2 separate regions of the Danio rerio genome follow, and region 1 is linked to region 2. Evidence: chromatin contacts called from public Hi-C data. All regions are on one chromosome and are shown on one strand. The core of a region is the stretch at or near the end of the contact, and the rest is flanking DNA. Distances in the headings are between cores, read along the strand shown. Region 1 overlaps LOC101886607. Region 2 has its middle 16 kb from the start of bola1.

What was found. A called contact is a pair of places that touch in the nucleus more often than the background predicts.
Region 1: a Hi-C map of embryo shows a contact between it and region 2, with 4 times the contacts expected there. The contact joins two enhancer-like sites. A contact is called at or near these places in 4 of 18 Hi-C or Micro-C datasets (embryo, fibroblasts and an unstated tissue).

The regions. Positions count from the first base shown.
Region 1 is chr16:50,852,428-50,857,744 of GRCz12tu, forward strand. All of the region lies in intron 6 of LOC101886607, which reads right to left. Among named protein-coding and RNA genes, the nearest start is that of rpz, 17 kb to the right of the region's middle. Within about 2 kb of position 2,359, at least 5 of the 62 cell types and tissues checked have an H3K27ac peak or open chromatin away from gene starts, as enhancers often do.
Region 2 is chr16:50,688,604-50,694,346 of GRCz12tu, forward strand. It overlaps a transcript of bola1 not described here. Among named protein-coding and RNA genes, the nearest start is that of bola1, 16 kb to the left of the region's middle. Within about 2 kb of position 2,073, at least 14 of the 62 cell types and tissues checked have an H3K27ac peak or open chromatin away from gene starts, as enhancers often do.

The DNA.
Region 1 (5,317 bases), core at 1,109-3,608, 160 kb after region 2:
TGCTCACAGCAATAAGGTTGCTGGTTCGAGCCTCGGCTAGGTCACTTGGCATTTCTGTGTGGAGTTTGCATGTTCTCCCTGTGATTGCGTGGGTTTCCTCCAGGTGCTCCGGTTTCCCCCACAGTCCAAACACATGTGCTATAAGTGAATTAGGTAAGCTAAATTGTCCGTAGTGTATGAGTGTGGATGAGAGTGTATGGGTGTTTCCCAGTGATTGGTAGCGGCTGAAAGGGCATTCGCTCACTCTGATTGAATCAATTGAAAGAGTCAGTTGTTAACTGCAAGACTCACTCTGACCGAATCCTTTGAAAGAGTCAGTTGTTAACTGCAAGACTCACTCTGACCGAATCAATTGAAAGAGTCAGTTGTTGACTGGGGACTCACTCTGACTGGATCAATCAAGTCAGTTGTTAACTAGAGACTCACTCTGATCGGATCAATAGAAAGAGTCAGTTGTTAACTGGGAACTCACTCTGACCGAATCGATTAAGTGAGTCAGTTGTTTACTGGGGACTCACTCTGACCGGATCAATTGAAAGAGTCAGTTGTTAACTGGGGACTCACTCTGACCGAATCGATTGAAAGAGTCAGTTGTTTACTTGGGACTCACTCTGACCGGATCACATAAAAGAGTCAGTTGTTAACTGGGGACTCACTCTGACCGATTCAGTTGAAGAGTCAGTTGTTAACTGGGAATTCACTCTGACCGAATCAATTGAAAGAATCAGTTGTTAACTGGGGATTCACTCTGACCGAATCATTTGAAAGAGTCAGTTGTTAACTGGGGACTCACTCTGACCGAATCAATTGACAGAGTCAGTTGTTAACTAGGGACTCAGTCTGACCGAATCAATTGACAGAGTCAGTAGTTAACTGGGGACTCACTCTGGCCGAATCAATTGACAGAGTCAGTTGTTAACAGGGGACTCACTCTGACCGAATCAATTGACAGAGTCTGTTGTTAACTGAGGACTCACTTTGACCGAATCAATTGACAGAGTCAGTTGTTAACTGGGGACTCACTCTGACCGAATCGATTGAAAGAGTCAGTTGTTTACTGGGGACTCACTCTGACCGGATCAATTAAAAGAGTCAGTTGTTAACTGGGGACTCACTTTTGACCGAATCAATTGAAAGAGTCAGTTGTTAAATGGGGACTCACTCTGACCTATTAACTAGGGACTAAAGCCTGATTTATACTTCTGCGTCGAGTGATCGGCATGAACGATGGTGCCTGCCGTCAGCATCGGCGATGACTAGGTGAAGGCTATGCGTCCATGCGCAGGCTGTGCCAGAGCATATGCATGAGCTTGACGCAGAAGCATAAATCAGCCTTCACTCTAACCGGATGAATTGAAAGAGTCAGTTGTTAACTGGGGACTCACTCTGACCAAATCATTTCGAAAAGCCAGTTGTTAACTGGAGACTCACTCTGACCAAATCATTCAAAAGAGTCAGTTGTTAACCAGGGAACTCAATCTAACCATTTGAATCAATGAGTTTATGTGTCTAAAGTAGAACACAGTCTAGGACTAGATATTTTGAATCAGTGAATCATTCATTGGAGACTCCGTCTGATGAGATCATTTAAATCAGTGAACCCGTTAACTAGACATGCTCAAACCGGATTATTTGATTCAGTGAGTCATTAACTAAAATAAAAGAATAAAATAACTTTGACTTTAATTATTTGACTTTAAAAATATTAATAGCAATATTTTTTCTAATATTTCTAATAATATTTCTAATTTTGATATTAGCATTTTATTGAGAATGTAAATTCATTCATTCATTTTGATTCGCCTTTATTCATCATGGGTCGCCACAGCAGAATTAACCACTAACTTATCCAGCAGTTTTACACAGCGGATGTCCTTCCAGCTGCAACTCAGTACTGGGAAACACCCATACACACTCATTCACATACACTAGGGCCAATTTAGATTATTCAATTTACCTATAGCACATGTCTTTGGACTGTGGGGGAAACTGGAACACCTGGAGGAAACCCACAAGGGGAGAACAACCAAACTCCACACAGAAATACCAAATGGCCCGGCCGAGGTTCAAACCAGCGACCTTCTTACTGTGAAGTGACCGTGTTTTCCTAAAATAATAATTATATTAACTCAAAAAAAAAACTGAAAAAAGAAAGAAGGAAACTCCCACAGGTCTGGAATGACTTCGGCTGAGTAACTGATTTCGAGTGAACTACTCCAAGTCCTGGACGTGATGCGATTGGACAGGACAGGACTGTGAGCAGCTACTGTTCAGCAATCCAAGGAATATCCTCCTCACTTTACAGCTGCGGGGATTAAAGGGCCTTCCTGTCCCATGACTGACCTTAAAAGCCCATCCAGATGTCCGGCAGCCCTCGAGACAAAGAACTCAGGTGACAGGTCTTATCTTGAGGGCACTTGAGCTCCTCTTCTTTTAAGTGTGCCGTCATCCCCGCAAAATGCCTTTTCAATTATTGGCCAAGTTTCTCGCTCTCTTGTCTGCAAACAGCGTAATTGTCCAGGAGAGAGCATTATGCATTCAGAACGGCTTCAGAGGTTTTTCTGGGGTTAAAAGTGACACGTCTCTGAATATTAGATAAAGGGAAAGGCCACACAAATGGAACCTCAAAGAGTGGTTAATGCTCATGAAGAGATTGGAGGATTAGATGCTCCTCTGGGTCTGACTTAATGCTGAGCTCATAGTATAGAGGACGCAGGAGATGAATATGCAGAAACAAATCTGCAGAAGCTGAATTTTTTTTTAAAAAGTTTAGTTTAAGGAGGAATTTAAGCAAGTCTGATCAGTGAAAATAAACATGTATTTTTTTAAACAAATATCACTGACACCAAACATTTTAACATTCCTTAATTTCAGCATTATTTTACACTTAACAGAAATGAAGTTTGCTGCTTGTTTAAACAACTTATTTAAAATGAGTTGAAACAACTCAATTATTAAGTTTTTTAAGGGGCCAACTTAATTATTACAATTAGCTTAAGTTTGTTTTTAAGTTAAAGTTTATTTGTTTTTAATTGTACAAATGTTTAGTTTTAAGGGTTTTTATTTTAGTTCATTTAAATTAACTAAAATTTAATTCATTTTCTTGTCGGCTTAGTCCCTTTATTAATCCGGGGTCGCCACAGCGGAATGAAGCGCCAACTTATCCAGCAAGTTTTTTTACGCAGCGGATGCCTTTCCAGCCGCAACCCATCTCAGGGAAACATCCACACACACACACACACATTCACACACACACTCATACACTACGGACAATTTAGCCTACCCAATTTACCTGTACCGCATGTCTTTGGACTGTGGGGGAAACCGGAACACCCAGAGGAAACCCATGTGAAGGCAGGGAGAACATGCAAACTCCACACAGAAACGCCAACTGAGCCGAGGTTTGAACCAGCTACCCAGCGACCTTCTTGCTGTGAGGCGACAGCACTACCCAGGCTGCACTGCCTTGCCCTGAACTAAAATTTAATTCAAACAACTTATTTAAAATGAGTTGAAACAACACAATTCTTAGAATTTTTTGGAGACAATTTCCTTATTTTATGTTCAATCCACTTAAATTTGTAAAAACAATAAAGTTAACTTAAACGATTTGTGTTGGGACAACATGAAGGAATTGTATGGAACCCAGCATTTTTTACAGTGTACACAGGAAAAAGCGATTACTAAAATAAGTGAGTAAACCCATTGCCTTAAAAATGACAGGTTGATTTTACTTTAAAAAAATAAGAATTTTTCTTTTAACTTAGAGCTGTTAAGTTCACTTAACTTAATGTTTATAATTACGCACGTAGTTCATTTACTTAATTGTTTGGAGGCCGTGAGTTTAATCACTTTTTCAACTAATAGTGTTTCAGTGTAGTATCATTGATGTTCTATTGTAGTTTCTTTATTCGTTTAAATTCATTTTATTTTTATACTTTCAGTTTTCATATTAACTGAGTTTTAGTAATTGTTTTGTTTTTGTCATTTTTGTTAGTTTTTGTTTGCTTGAATAGAATTTTAATCTTAGTCTTTTCAAAACATCAAGTTATTCTGAATGAACATGGGAAATATTTCATTGGAAATTAAAAGTGTATAATAATCTAAGATTTTATGTTATTTATTTCACTTAAAATGTATTTAATGCAAGTATGAATGTTTATTTGTTTTAATCGTTTCATAAACTGTGGTTTATATTTAGTTTTATTTTATTATTTAAAAATTTTAAAACGCCAATAACCATCAATAGAAACAGAAAAAGCTAAATTACAATTAGCTTAAGTTTGTTTTTAAGTTAAAGTTTATTTTTTTAATTTTACAAATGTTTAGTTTTAAGGTTTTTTATTTTAGTTAATTTACTTAAACATTTTAGACTTCTGCTGCTTGTTCAAACAACTTATTTAAAATGAGTTGAAACAACACAAATCTTAAATTTTTTGGAGACAGACAACTTCAATTTTTTTACGTTCAATCCACTTAAATTTGTAAAAACAATGAAGTTAACTTAAACGATTTGTGTTGGGACAACATGAAGGAATTGAATGGAACCGAGCATTAGCAGTGTACACTGGAAAAACCCATTACCATTGCCTTAAAAACGACAAGTTGATTAGAAGTTAAAAAAATGTAAGCATTTCTGTTTTAACTTAGAGCTGTTAAGTTTACTTAACTTAATATTTATGTAACTTAGGACTTATTCTTTTTTATTGAAAAGTAAACAGAAAATCCATCTCTAAATACATTAAGACAGTGAGAATAATCCCAGTCAATGTCATACAGACGTTTTGAAAAACACATTTACTAATCAAAATAGTCTGATTATTGGTTTAATTTACGTAATGTTGTCATCAAATATCGCAATTACAAACAGTTTTGCGCTGCCATTTTAAAACACAATGAGTTGACTCAACACTGTAAACGTTACTGTAGATCTCCTCATCCCACATATACTGTACTTTATCTCCAAGCTCCCAAATTCCCCTTGCTCCTCTTCTTCCTTTCTCAATATAAGGCTGTCAGAGTTTTTTAGTGTCTTTTGGTGAAAATATTTTATTATTTTTAATTAACATAACAAACAGGCCACATACAGTTACCTCTTTTCTTTTTTTTAAATGAGCCATCAATAATGCTCAATTAAACATTTTTTGTATTTTTGGTGTAAATTTATAAGAACACATCACAGAACAAATGAAAACCATCATCAAAAGTCCTCAAGTGAACCGAAAATACAACCCAGAATACATTAAAACAGTGAGGATAATCACAATGTCAACCACAAGGTTTTAAAACACATTTACTGATCAAAGTAGTCTGTTTT
Region 2 (5,743 bases), core at 823-3,322:
AAAACATTAGGTTAAATGTTGTATAACTTAAAAAAAATTGTATTTGAAACAACTAATTCTGACTTTATTTCCATATTCTTTTTAGTGTATAGGTTCCCAATACTTCACTCAGCCATCTTTTAACTTGACAGAAATGTACAGTTGAAACCAGAAGTTTAAATATACTGTATAAAAAATGGACATAACCATTAAAAGAAGGTCAGATGTTAATGTGAATAAACTTTTCTCTTTTAGGTAAGTTAGTATTATCACATTTGTTTCTGCTATGCTTAATAGCACAATAACGAGAGAGATATTTGTTGAGAAATTTATAACTTTTCTTGAAAGTCAAGTTTACATACAATAAGATTATTCTGCCTCTGAAAAAGCTCAGATGATGATGTCAAGGTTTTGGAAGATTCTGATTGGCTAATTGCCAACATTTGAGTTAATTGGAGGCACAACTGTAGAATAGTATTTAAGGAAAACCTCAAACACACTGCTTCCTTCTGTGACAACATGTGGAAATCAACAAGCCAGAATCAAGAAAAAAAGCCAGATTACAGTTTGCTAAATTACACTGGGAAAAGAATAATTGTTGGAGACATGTCCTGTGGTCTGATGGAACTAAGATTAAACTGTTTGGCCATAATGACCAGTGTTACATTTGGAGGACAAAGGGGAAAGCTTACAAGCCTAGGAACACCATCCCAACTGTGAAGTATGGGGGCGGCAGCATCATGTTGTGAGGCTGTTTTGCTGCAGGAGGGACTGGTCCTCTTCACAGCATATGGTATCATGAAGTAAGAAGATTATGTAGAAATACATCTCAATGTATTAGAATTATGTAGAAGCAACATCTCAAGCCAGCCAGGAAATTAAAACTTGGCCACAAATGAGTCTTCAAAACGGACCATGACCCTAAGCATACTGCCAAATTAGTTAAAATGTGCTTTAAGGACAACAGAGTGAATGTTTTGGAGTGGCCATCACAAAGCCCTGATCTCAATCCTATAGAAAATTTGTGGGCAGAGTAGAAAAAGCTTGTGCGAGCAAGACAGCCTACAAATCTGACACAGTTACACCAATTCTGTGAGGAGGAATGGGCCAAAATTCCTTCAAACTATTGTGAGAAGCTTGTGGAAGGATACCCAAAACATTTGACCAAAGTTACACAGTTAAAAAGCAAAGCTAAAAAAAAAACCAAGGAAATGAATGTAAAGTTTGACTGTCTAGAAATAATTAAAAAATTCTCAATTTTTTTTCTCATTATTCTGGCATTTAGCAAATTAGGTCTGTTAGGTAATCCTAACAGACCTAAAATAGTAAATGTCTAGTATGATTTACCATCAGACATTTTAAAAAATGGTTATGTTCCTTTTTTAGAGTGTATGTAAACTTCTGGTTTCAACTCTACCTAATTGACAATTGTCTGTGTTTTTTTACTTTGGAAAAAAAAATGCTTTCGGATAGTATACTGTACATGAATAAATTATGGTAGTTTACTGTAAAATAAAATTATATATATATATATATATATATATATATATATATATATATATATATATATATATATATATATATATATATATATATATATATATATATATATATATATATATATATATATATAAATAAGATGTACAAATTTTTCTAATGGTTTACAGCATATTTTTTATAGTAAAATTCTGACATTCACAGCTGCAATGAAATTTTACAGATGATATGTGAAAAGTCTTCACTTGAATGAAACGGGAACAATGTACAGTAGTGTAGATACACAGAACTTTAAATGATCAATCCGATACTGATACCAATCTATAAGGATGGACCTGCTCACTGGTACAGGCCGTCCCAGAGCTGATGTATCCCGATGAGGGTCATGATGTCTGCCAGGGTGGCGTGGTTCACTGGGAAAGGGTCTGGTAGTGCGTCAGAGCCAGGAGAGTGATGGTGCCAGGCCTGGCTGGGATTCGGGATGGTGCGTCGTTCCCGCCAGCATTTGATTTACAGGCTTGTGCTGGATCTGGGCTCCCTGACACCGCTGACCTCTCTAGGTTGAGGGTCAATAGGTTAGAGATGGGAGCACCAAATGGTCGTCTGAAAAAGCTCCTATAGGGAGCGGCGTCTCTGTGGAATAGTCGTCTGCACCGTTCCTCCGTCTGACACACTGTTTGTGTACTGCGGGGGGTGACATGCTCACCATTTGCTGGGAAAACTTGCTGTAGTCCATGGCTCTCAAAGATATTGTTCGCTCAAAAATGAACTCTCACTTGACAATTAAATCCTCTGCAGTTCTGTATTTGGTGAGACTGAAGAAAAAGGACAAAACGAGTGTTTATTAGTCTTTTCCACAAATAAACGAACAGATCATTACAAAATTGAAAATTAAGTCATTTGCTTTACCACAAGTACCTCGACTTCATAGTACATACTTTGTATGTCAGCGGCAACCAACCCATGTAGATATATGGCAATATATGCAAATCACATATTTAACATATAAGGTAATGTTTGGATTTACATATATTAAAATATATGTCTATACATGCGATCTAAATTTTAAAATATTGCAAGCATGGCCATTTGTACAGTTGAAGTCAGAGTTATTGAATTATTGAATTTGTTTTTTTTTTTGTCTAAGATTTTGCAAGGGGTTTTAATAATTTCGGGCTTGACTGGTTGTATATAAATGTATGTATGTATGTATGCATATATATATATATATATATATATATATATATATATATATATATATATATATATATATATATATATATATATATAATTTACTATTAAAATTACAAGTATGTATATGTTCATATGTGGCCATATATCAGATTTCCATGCGGGAATTTCCAACATTTTTCAAAATGTCTTCTTTAGTGTTCAGTAGAAAAAAGAGGGTTAGTGCATTTTTATTTTGGGTGTGAAAGTAATTAAAATTTTTAGAATGTAAATGTAAATAAATTTAAATAATGTCAATTAAAATTTTTTTAATGTTAATTACTATTCAAAACCCTGATTTTTAGACTCTTTTGCTCATCAAAGCTGCTTTTATTTATTTGAAAATATAGAAGAATAAAATATTAGAGAAAAAATAACAATTTCTTTTTTAATATTTGTAAAAGTGTCTATTTCTTTAATTTAAAGATGATTTTTTAGCATTTTTATTCCAGTCTACCTTCAAGCATGGCTGTAATATGCAGTTTTTCCACTCAAAAACAACAAAAAAGTCAAAATAAAAAAAAAATGTATATTTAAATATATTTAATTATGATTACAAATATGCTAAATAAATTAAGGGCGACACGGTGACTCAGTAGGTAACACTGTCCTCTCACTGCAAGAAGGTCGCTGGTTTGAGTCCCGGCTGGGTCAGTTGGCATTTCTGTGTGGAGTTTGCATGTTCTCTCAATGTTGGCGTGAGTTTCCTCTGGGTTTACTGGTTCCCCCCACAGTCCAAAGACATGTACTATAGGTAAATTGAATAAGCTAAATTGTCCGTAGCGTATGTGTGTGAAGGCAAGAGTTTGCATTGTCTGCATAGAACATATGCTGGATAAGTTGGAGGTTCATTCCGCTGTGGCGACCCATGATTAATAAAAGGACTATGCCAAAAAGAAAAAAAATGAATTAATAATTTCAGAAATTTAAGTAAATCTAAATTTTTATGTAAATTATTATTTTAAACCCTGAACTTTAGACTCATTTGCTCATCAACACTGCTTTTATTTGTTTGAAAATATAGAAGATTAAAATATTAGATGTTGTGAAATATTATTACATTAAAAAAAACTGTTTCAATAATTGTAAAAGTGTCATTATTTCTTTAATTCAAAGATAAATTTTCAGCATTTTTACTCCAGTTCTTAAACATTGTTATAATATGCAGTTTTTCCAACTCAAAACAGTAAAAAACACATATGTAAATATTAAACTTCAACTATTATAATTTCAAATGTGCTAAATATATCAAGGGCGACATGCTCGCACATTGGTGAGCACTGTCGCCTCACAGGAAAAAGGTCGCTGTTCTGAGTTCCAGCTGGGCCATTTGGTATTTCTTTGTGGCATTTGCATGTTCTGCCCGTGTTTGTGTTGGTTTCCTCCGGGTGCTCCGGTTTCCTCCACAGTTCAAAGACATGTGCTATAGGTGAACTGAATAAATTAAATTGACCGTAGTGTATGTGTGTCAATGTGAGAGTGTATTGGTGTTTCCCAGTACTGGGTTGCATTTGGAAGCACATACGCTGCATAAAATATATGCTTGAAATAGAGAATTAGCCGAAGGAAAGTTAATGAATAATGCTTTTTATACTAGTGAAAAATCTCAGTGAATATATTTTTATTTGTGTTGTTTGTGTTGGTTGGATGGTTAAATCCCTCAGAGTATTAACAAATCTCTCAATGATTTCAGATTTGAGCCATTCATTTTTTTAATTTTTAGAGCTGGACTCTTTCAATCATCATCCGCTTCCTCAAGTTTGTGTTTCACAGAAGACCCCTAGCTGCACCAACATAAGGGTGAGTAAACAATGACACTTTTTTTCATTCAATTATTCCATAAGACTTCATTTTGATGGTCCCTATTGCACATTTTGTTGACATTGCAACTACATGCCAATTTATTCTCATTTGAGTATTAGTACACTGTCTGCTTAAAGGGCACATAGTTTACCCCTTTTTTAGATTAAATATTAATATTATGGTTCTTCTGTGTGTGCCAGTTTAGGTTCAGTTCAGTTATTTATTATTATAACGTGTTAAAAAGTGTCATGTTGGGGGCATGTACACAGCTTTTTAGGGGTGTGTTGTTTTACCTGAAAATTAGTTTCAACTGCCCGCCCAACGTAACAAGAGGGCGGAACCAAGAAGCAACAGACAGGCAGACAGAGAGAAGCAGCGTGAGTGAGAGGTCCAGCATTCAGCCGTACATGTACGCCTCGGACACAGACCAAGCAGAGAGTACAAAATCATTTGTGTCTTTGTATAGTTTTACATCCAACTGTTTGCTAGTTTGAAGTTCCGAGCTTGTACACCGAGATAACCACGCACACTGGATTAACTTTGACTGAGGTACCGGATGCGCAGCTCAGAGCCGCACACGGCACACCAGACACACACATTAACATGTCATTTAAAATTAAAACTATTCAGATGGTGCTCTGTGGCGCGGCAGAAATATGAGGGGTCCCGAATCGTGGCTGTGCGCTGCGGACAGCCGCCGATTTCAAGCGTTGTTGTGTGTACCCAGTGTAAACTTGCATGCAGGTCGCACACCAGAAGCCCCGCTCGGCGTCGCACCACGAATCGACATGCATTTTAGAATTCTACACATAGGTTTCTATCAGGATATACACAACGGCGCTTCAAGTCGCCGGCTGTCGGAAGTGCTGTTGTGTGTACCCTGATAGAAACCTATGTGTAGAATTCCGAAATGCATGGCACGACGCTGCGCATCGCTGAGCTTCTGATGTGCGACCTGCAGGCAAGTTGTTTGAGGGCCATGCACGTGAGGCAACTTGCTCGCACTTTCCAGCTGCACCTATAGTTAAGATCAAAGTGAGGTTCAGTGATCGTGAGAAATGCAAACAGCTGAAATTTAAGGTAAGACGCAATGAAAAGTACACATGTTTGCAAACCTACCAAAAGTTACAAACAATAATTCTGATTAGAGCGATCATGTGGTGAATGCTGATCTTGTGTTAAGCCCAATGAGCCTTACATCTAAAAACAGCGCAAGGGTGTTCCTTTAGTGACA